2 separate regions of the Zea mays genome follow, and region 2 is linked to region 1. A link is a contact called in public Hi-C data. All regions are on one chromosome and are shown on one strand. The core of a region is the stretch at or near the end of the contact, and the rest is flanking DNA. Distances in the headings are between cores, read along the strand shown. Region 1 has its middle 77 kb from the start of LOC103650093. Region 2 has its middle 55 kb from the start of LOC103650097.

Region 1 (4,574 bases), core at 885-3,384:
CGCGGATGCCATAAACCCGTGGGTAGCGGGTGAGGTTACGGGTTTAACATTAATTTCGCGGGTACGAGTTTGTAATCTCTATACCCGCGGGTTTTAAATCTGTTGCCATCCCTAGGCCCTAGACTGTTGTATTTGAACTTTGGACGTCATCCTTTAACAAATCAATTAATTTTAAATTTAACTAAATTTATAGAAAAATACTAATGTTTAATACTTTTGTGTATATGTTTTGTTAACCATAAGATTACTTGACTTTTCGAAACGTGTGATGAACACATATTTTTTTCTCTCTTGGAAAGGACCGCTCTAAAATTTTTGTTGGGATTTGGAGGCGTAGGGCAGGAGGAGAGAGAGGTCGCGGCTCTCGAAGGCCTCCATCTACCACCTCCTAGGCTCGTGAGCGCAGCAGCGCCTGGGGGGCTTTCACAGTTGTTTATGCGCGTGGATGGTGAGACTCGAGACGCGGTTTGCGTTCTCAAGGGCGCCTCGGGAACGCCCACGACACACGAATTCGTGCACATATTCAATGCCAGCGCTTTGGCTCCATGCCAGCAGCAGGCGCCCTCGTGTTTTGCATCGGATTGGATCGGTCCCTCCTATCTGATCTCTCTCTGTCTCTCTCTTGCTGCATCTGTATGTGAGTGAAGTGAACACAGTGCGTGGCGCACAGACCACAATCCAGACCTGACCTTGCGTGCCTGCCTTCCTCCATCGCTTGTCCTCGGGGAGACGCCGGCGGCAGGCAGAGGTTGGTACCGGCACCGGAGGGGGGGACTTTTTGGGTTGGGGGCCGGCTAGATAGATGGGGGGCTTTTATCTGTTAGCCTGTTAGGAGGGACACCAACAAGCTAAATAAAGGTTCTTGTCGCCAGCAAAATGATTTGGCCTGCATGCCTTTCGTTCGTCAAAGTTAAAACGATCCCCTTTCGTTACAGTATAAGTGATGATATAGTTGCCGGCGTAGACCTTTAAGATGTGCACTTGCGTGAAATGGAATCGGTTGTGGGTTAAGCAACTGGCGGCCGGGGACAACTGAGTGAGTGATCCCAATCTCTAAATAAATCAAATTCTAATAAAAAGAATGTTTTAATACGTACTACTAGCTCAACTATTGAAAACAGAGCACGTACGGCCCGCCGCAGTCTCTTGCTGGGTGGCGCTGGCGCCGTTGGTAGTGCTGTCTGTCCATCACGAGCCCACATGCCTCGATGGGCGGAGACGGAAGTAGTACTGTACTACGTACGTGATGGCTACGGCGAAGAGAGGGAGCAGCAAGCAACACGGATACCGGCGATCAGGACCTCGGGTCTCTCTCCTCCCCACGTAGACTGCGGACGGGATACGCCAGCCATTTCATGGCACTCCGGGTGGGTGGGCGGTCGAGACAAGGCAAAGCAAGCATCTGGCGACTGGAACCGCGCGCCCGGCGCTCGGCATCGGCATCGGCATCGGCACCGGCACGCACCCCCGGCCGTAGTACGCGCTCGGGTCCTCCTGGGGACCTGGCCTTCCGCGCACGCGTTCGTCTCGCCCTGGTAGAAGTAGAAAGGCCTGGAAGCCCGCTCGGCCCACGGGCCGCGACCGTATCCGCAGCTGATGGTCGATGGCCCGTGTCACCCACCCGTCGCGTCGCATCCATCACCTGTCTGTCGCTCGCTGGGGACAGAGACAGACAGATGGGCACTGCCGCTGCGAGGACGGACGTTATTGGTTTCCAACGCGTCGCGCTCAAATGTTGCCCATGTGCTGGCTGCTGGTGCCAGTGGGCTCTCCCTCCGTTGCCTCGGCAGATCAACGCGATTTCCGTTAACTGCCATGGAAGCTATTGTTCAGGAAAAGGAAACCTCGTCACAATCAGAACCTGTGAGTGGTTCATGCTCGGTTGCTCGCTCTTCATTTTTTTCCTATTTCATTGATACGTACTGCTGCTACACTGTACGTATTTGCCCTGGTGCTCTGCTAACCTGTCTGTCCCCGATGGCTTCGCTAATCTTTGAGAGATCTATCAAGTGGTGTGTGAGGCAAACATTGGTCATCGGCCGCTGACGCGACGTCGGACGCGACTGACATGCTGTGCGTCGTGACGCATGGCTGTGCGTTGCAGGAGAGGAAAGAAAAAGGAAGGGACGACGCGGGAGCGGAGTGGTGTCACATCCCTGCGCCCCATGCTCATCTGCGCTCTCCATTGTCAACCCCGATATCATTACGGTTTCCTTACGATCCAGTTTAACAGAAATCCACGCATGTTCACTGCCCCGTACTTAAAAAAATAAAATAAAGCTGTTAATCAGTGCAGTCTACCCAGTGAAATAAATCTCGACCGAGATCCGGTGAAATTCACCCAAATTTCTCGTTCCCACTGTGATCGTAAACCGTTCTCTCTTTTTTTTTCAAAAAAAAAAAATACTTTCACATTTTTAACTTTTAAAAAATCATAATAAATAAGGAAACAATCTATTAAAACCTAGAGGGTCGCAGCGGTTTAAATGTGTATATTATTTTTTAAAAAAACATCATCTGGTGTCAAAAAAAAAATTCGGTGCTCATTCACCCGTTAAACTGGAACCTATTTTTTGAATGGCTATTCACTCACCAAGTCACCCATCTCACCCTCTCTGCTCATTCACGCACTTTCCACACGCACACTCTCTGCTCAGGCGAGCGTCGCCCACATTCTCACTTGCGAGCTGACAAGATCCGGGGTAGCTGTCATTTCTCGTTGAGAATCCATCAGAAACCGCAGATCCAGCAACGACGGTGGGATTCGACAAGTTTGCGACGGGAACCATGGATTCGTCAGCGATATCCGGTAATAATGCGGCGAGAAGCGTCAGTTAGCTGTCGAAAACCAATGCTTTTGGGAGGATTTGGTCGATTAGCGTGCTTACTGAGTGGGATTTGTGGTCTTAATCACTATGCAGAAAAGGAGCCCTCAACTGTTAACTATTAGGGTATTTCGTGTCTCACACATGTAATTCATCGTTGTTATTTATATTGATTTAGAGCATAATCGATGTGTAGTTCATATTTGTTTTACGTTTATTATTTGTATTACAATTGATAGTAATGAGTTGTTTTTATGTTTGTGGCTCTTTTTTTATTACATGACTGAATTTGTTTCATAGTTGTTTGTATTGTTGTAGGTGAAAGGACAGACCTTGTGTGATGACATGGAGAGAAGAATGGTCAAAGTTGGAGAATTCTCGAGTGACCTGGCAAGGAGAATGACAACTGATTGCAATACGTCTCCATCTACTTGGTGGGCTATGTTTGAGTCAGAAACACGACTCTACAACGTGTTGTGAAGCGGCTTCTTGCACAATGTGCTTCATCAAGTGGGTGTGAGCGCAATTGGAGTACATTCACTTTCATTCATATAAAGCTCCGCAACAAACTAGGCTACCAGAATCTACATGAGTTGGTGTTCGTGAACTACAACCTATGTCTACTCATTCAACGTGCATCAGCTACGCCAAAGCCTAGTGAGTTGGATCCTGCCTTGGCCCTCATGGATCTCTCCTTACATAGACATAATGAAGCTATCCGAGAGTGGATGGAGAGAGGGAGATCCAATGCACCTCCAACATTACATGAGGAGTCATCTCTCTCTAATAGTGACACACATGTTCCTAACAAGTTGTTTACATCAATTGCTCGTGAACATGGAGACACAAAAGGATGTTCAGGAATAGGCCAATACAACAGTTGGTGACACCCACCTTGGAAAGAGGAAAACAAAAATTGGTCCTTCATAACGCAAAGGAAAAAGGGTCAAATTTGCTGATAAAAATGCGAAGATGAAGAGGTTGGGACTGAAGAAAGCACAAATAACCCTAGTGAAGGTGATGGTGGCAACAACGATGATGGTAGCCATGGGGATGGTGCGGGTGATGCTGGAATATATGGTGTTGGGGGTAGCTATGTAGGAGGGAGTGGTACTGTGGACTAAGATTCACTAGAGATAGTCAGTTCACCCATGCCTCCCAAGATTTAGATTATGGAGCACCTCATTCACAGCACGAGATGAGAAGCGACCAACGTCATTCGACTGTATATCATAAGAAATAAGGGAAAAAAATCATAAGAAATAAGGGAAAAAATCTATTAAAACCTAGAGGGTCGCAGCGGTTTAAATGTGTATATATATATTTTTAAAAAATATCATCTGGTGTCAAAAAAAAAATTCGGTGCTCATCCACCCGTTAAACTGGAACCTAATTTTTGAATGGATATTCAATCACCAAGTCACCCATCTTTTCTCACCCTCTCTGCTCATTCACGCACTTTCCCCACCCACACTCTCTTCTCAGGCGCGCGCCGCGCACATTCTCACTCGCGAGCTGACGAGATCCCGGGGTAGCTGTCATTTCTCGTCGAGAATCCATCAGAAACCGCAGATCCAGCAACGACGGTGGGATTCGACAAGTTTGCGACGGGAACCATGGAATCGTTAGCGAAATCCGGTAATAACGCAGCGAGAAGCGTCAGTTAGCTGTCGAAAACCAATGCTTCTGGGAGGATTTGGTCGATTAGCGTGCTTACTGAGTGGGATTTGCGGTCTTAATCACTATGCA
Region 2 (4,729 bases), core at 1,487-3,986, 730 kb before region 1:
AAATCGGTGTGCACTAGATTGTCGCTGAATTAGTCTACCATTATCCTTGCGTGACTAGCGGCATGGTCCTAGTCAACGACGACATGACCAGGAATGGAACCATGCCTCCTCGACTTTGCCTTTCCTCTGCTTCAACAAGGAAATGAACGACCATGGAATTGTCATCGTCATCCATCAACTGTCGAGCCCTCCTATGACTAAGCATAAGCATCCACGGTAGAGTTTGTGTGAAGTGTTGGAATGAACTTTGAATGATATCACGGACAACATATATATAAGAACTAAGTTATATGAGAAGCTTCTTTCTCGACCTACAAGACAAGTGTAATCCTGTTGAAGCAATTGGCTGCTACGAGGTTCCTTCGGATGGAAGCTACGTTCGTGCATTGGCCCGACAAAGACTCTCGCAAGCTCTCTCTCGCGCATACCCTACTCTATCACTACACTACTACATCAATTATGTCTATACTGCGTTTTCATTCCTCATGTACTATAACAAACCGAGAGTAATTTGGTTATTTGAGACACTAAATGAATCCATTTGAAAATGTGACCAACTATAAAGTTGCATAACTTTTCAAGATCTACATGTTCTATTTTGATAGTTTCTACATCCGAGGTCGTTTACAAAATTTGATTTTCAATTTTGAAAACTTCACACGAATTTTTCAAAGATAAGATGATTTAAAATCAAAAAATTGTCAATTACAAAGTTTCATTACATTTCAAGACCTACAACTTTTATTTTAGTGGTTTTTCCATCCGTGGTAGTTTCAAAAATTCAAATTTTAAAATTCAAACATAGTTTTGCATGACAAGATGATTTCAAACCAAAACACTGTCAACTACAAAGTTTCATAACTCTTCAATACCTACAACTTTCATGTTGGTGGTTTTTTCTTTCGAGGTCGTTTTCAAAATTCAAATATTAATTTTTTTTTAAATTCAAACGTAGTTTTAGTTAACAAGATGACTTCAAATGAAAAAGTTGTCAACTATAAAATTCTATAACTTCTCAAAATCTAAAAAGTTTATTTTGGTTGTTTGATTATTTGTTCATCTCACATGATGGTTCTAACAATATACACAAATCTAATACATCTCTCTCGTAGTTTCATAAACTACGAGAGAGATATAGGTTTTATGAACAAATTTATTTTTATTTTGCTATATGAATAAATGTTCAAAATATAAATTGTACATCATGATGAGTTATACAAATTTGTAGTTAAAAACTTTTTCATTTGAATTAATTTACTGCTTTAAAATGTGATTTTTAAATTGTCTTTGCCTAGTGTTAAAAAAAGCACTCTGCAAAGAACGGTACAAACCTATACCTAATACAATATTTTCTACTATTCATACGACGTATACGACGCACAGCTGATGATTACATGTACGAGTACAACGTATCATGAATTAAAAATATATATTATAAAAGGATGGTAGTGGTGGCAGAATGGTTGGAGAAGGGTGAGTTAAATGGTGTGAACCGTTTGAGATGGTCATATTTGTACCTTGTAATATATTTTATTACCCTTAAAAGATTTTTTTCCTACATACGATTTGTCTCTAACTCTAACCATTCATTCTATGCAGCTCCCTTTGTATATTGAAACTCAATTAGTTAACACACATTTATTACTTTTTGATTTTTTTTAAAAAAAATTATATAATATTTGTAGTACCATAATAGACATTATTCATATCATAGGGCTTAGGTAGGATTAAAATATATTAATTAACTTATATGAGGAGCATAGTGCTTCCTCTATGTAGACAAAGATATTCATGCCTTCCAGGAGAGCTATAGAAAAAACGTTAGAGGAAATCGCTCTATAGCTCCCCAAAGTGGTGGATCCAATAATGGGACAAAGTAGGTCATAACCTCACCTCATTTTTTGTCTTTATATGTACACCGAATATACTACAAAATTGGAAAAAAAATAGCAAGTATGTGGGGCTAAAACTACAGTTGTACCTACAGTGTAACTCCACAGTCTACTAATACTATCTCCACCAACACCATTTATATACATTCTCTATATCCATCTTTTAAAGTCTCATAAAATATTCTCTCCTTTATATCCCATATCTCAAATGTCAAGTTGTTTTGTAATTTTGTTTAGCCCCATGTGAAATTCTGTCCTGCGTCATACACGGTAAGAGGAGCTTTAGGTATGCCCTTGGAAAAAAAACTTCAGTTTCTGTGATGGACGGTAGATGTGTTGGATGGCAAGATAAATAGGCAATTGGCGCGAGGCAGTGTGGGTGCAATTGACACATTGTCACCACCTGCGTTGCCCATACCGAGATCAAAACGCAGACGTGAGCAAATCACAGATAATCAGATGATCCCGATAATCTGACGGAGTTCGACTCTCTCTCTCTCCTGCTCCTCAATTCTTTATTATTGCCCTCTCGTCGCCAACTACTCTTCTCTCCTTAGCCGATCAATGGCCATATCTCCATGGTACAGATCGTAGTGGCTCTGAACTCTGAAGACTGAATGAGTTATGAGTATGTGTATAGCCAGAAAGAACAAAAGACCAAAACAAACACAAACACTGGGCATTCTGAAGGATGCAACACATAATTTGAGTCTGTGAAAATGCACTCACAGTCACTGATTCAGGGGGGCACAACACAATGCATGAAATTCCAACAAGTGGTCCTGTGCACGTGGGCTAGCGAGGTAGAGATTTTGGCCTGCCAATTTGGCCCATTAAGGCTAGGCCTATACATGCCACGGGACGGGATCACGGGAGGTATGCCGGACGCCAGGCAGGACTGCAGGAGTGCTCTTGTCTCTTCGAGTTCGCATTGTCACACAGCTGCCACTTTGTTGTCCGCTTTCCTTGCAGCCTCTGTCAGATGCCTTCCTCAGCCTGCCACCAGCTCATGTTGCTGCCTTTGTCAGACATCCTTCCTCATGCACCACGCATTCCTCAACCACTGCAGCAGCCAAGTGCTAAAAGATTCTGCTGCCAGGTCCCTTCCTCCTTCCTGAAGATGGAGTTCATGTCCTCCAATCTTTTTCCATCTTGCTACATCTGTTCTGCTTTAATCTCTGATCTGCAATTAATCTTTTCTAGCTTTAATTTGTTGCTGCTAATATCATATCAGACCTGGTAATATGCAGGACAACTAAGCTCGATTAATCGAGCTAGTCGATGAGTAATCACATCCAATCATCTGGTTGGTGCCTTAGCGACCAGGATTCATCAGATAATTTGATAACATTATTGAGTGTCAAACTCAAGTTAAAGTAGTGGGAAATGTGCAATTGCTCTTCTTTTTACATCTGCTATTAATGCTTAAGTTATGGTTGATTGGTTGGTATTACTTCATCTATAATGTGGCATTGTTTTCATGCAATTGATTGATTGGATGGTCAGTGCGAGGGGTATGAACATGTCACACACTAACCATGCAATACGTCTGGATCTCAAGTGTGGCCTTGAGGCAGCTGAGAATTATTTTGCTAACCTCCCTTATCAGCCAAGAATCATCGAACTTACGGCGCCTTTCATATTTGTTATTTCTCAGGAACAAGGAAGACAAAGCAACAGATCTCTACAGCCAGATGGATGAACATAGACCAACAATAATCTGATGCCTCTTTACATGAAGTCAGACCAGCATAGGAAGGTTGATAGTCTCTTCGAGGAGAAAGATGAAAACGGTATTTATTCGGTAATCGGTTTTTTTGTCATTTTTCTTTGATTACGAATAAATAGGATATAGAATCTACTATATAAATTTTGTATTCTTGTTTTTAACATTTAGCTTATAAAGATTTATAAAAGGCAAACCTCAAATTCATCATATATTTTCTCAAATGATATATATAAAATTCGGTATGGATTCGAAAATAAATTCGATAATTTTTTCAAATTTTTTTTGTTGTAGGGAACAAATAATACATAAAATATTTATTTAATATTTTATTCTTATTTGTAATAATGTGCTTGATAATATATGAAAAGATTAACATCAAATTTTATACATATATATTTTAAAATATTATATTTGTCCTAACAGTTCAGATTACCACTATCATCCTGAGGAGATGAAAGTAAAGAATGTTAAACCGGATAGCCTCACATGCTGTATTTTGGTGACAAAAAACTAGCACTACGGCAGGTACAGTCATTTTCGGTGGCTAGAGGCCGCCGAAAATAGGGTCTTCGCTGCCGAAAATAGCTTATTTTCGGCGGCTTTAAGCCTATTTTCGACGGTCTTTGGTCGCCAGAAAAATAGCCGAAAATAAGTGTAATACCCTGGGGTCCACAAACACCCCGGAATGCTACTGAACTACACATCTGACATTCATATATAAAATTTCGGTAGCATCTCCTTTGAAAAATTGTATAAACGAGGAGCAACAGTGTATAAACATATATCATAACAAAAAACATACTAAGCATTATTAATCTGCTAGCAAAGGGAAGTTAAACATAACGACATGAACTGAATTAACCATTGCCGACGATTAGAAAAAACAAAAATCATTTGACATCGAGTTTCTAATTAAATCATGGCTGCAACTGGGCAGCGTTATTATAATAGTGAAGGCGGACGTGCTGCTACTTCTTTCATTCCCAACATGAATCAAGTACCTGCATTAAGTAATGCAAGAGTGAGATGATACATCTCAGCAAGCAAATTGTTTGACGAGATATTTAAACCACAAATTGAATTAAACAACATTTTAAAAGAATCACAA

Evidence for each region. A called contact is a pair of places that touch in the nucleus more often than the background predicts.
Region 2: a Hi-C map of tassel shows a contact between it and region 1, with 4 times the contacts expected there. The contact joins two enhancer-like sites. A contact is called at or near these places in 2 of 25 Hi-C or Micro-C datasets (ear and tassel).

The regions. Positions count from the first base shown.
Region 1 is chr3:53,495,756-53,500,329 of Zm-B73-REFERENCE-NAM-5.0, reverse strand. No RefSeq gene overlaps it. Among protein-coding and RNA genes, the nearest start is that of LOC103650093, 77 kb to the right of the region's middle. Within about 2 kb of position 2,134, at least 20 of the 20 cell types and tissues checked have an H3K27ac peak or open chromatin away from gene starts, as enhancers often do. A contact at or near this core is called in ear and tassel, where this site is marked.
Region 2 is chr3:54,227,683-54,232,411 of Zm-B73-REFERENCE-NAM-5.0, reverse strand. It overlaps the pseudogene LOC103650098. Among protein-coding and RNA genes, the nearest start is that of LOC103650097, 55 kb to the right of the region's middle. Within about 2 kb of position 2,736, at least 12 of the 20 cell types and tissues checked have an H3K27ac peak or open chromatin away from gene starts, as enhancers often do. A contact at or near this core is called in ear and tassel, where this site is marked.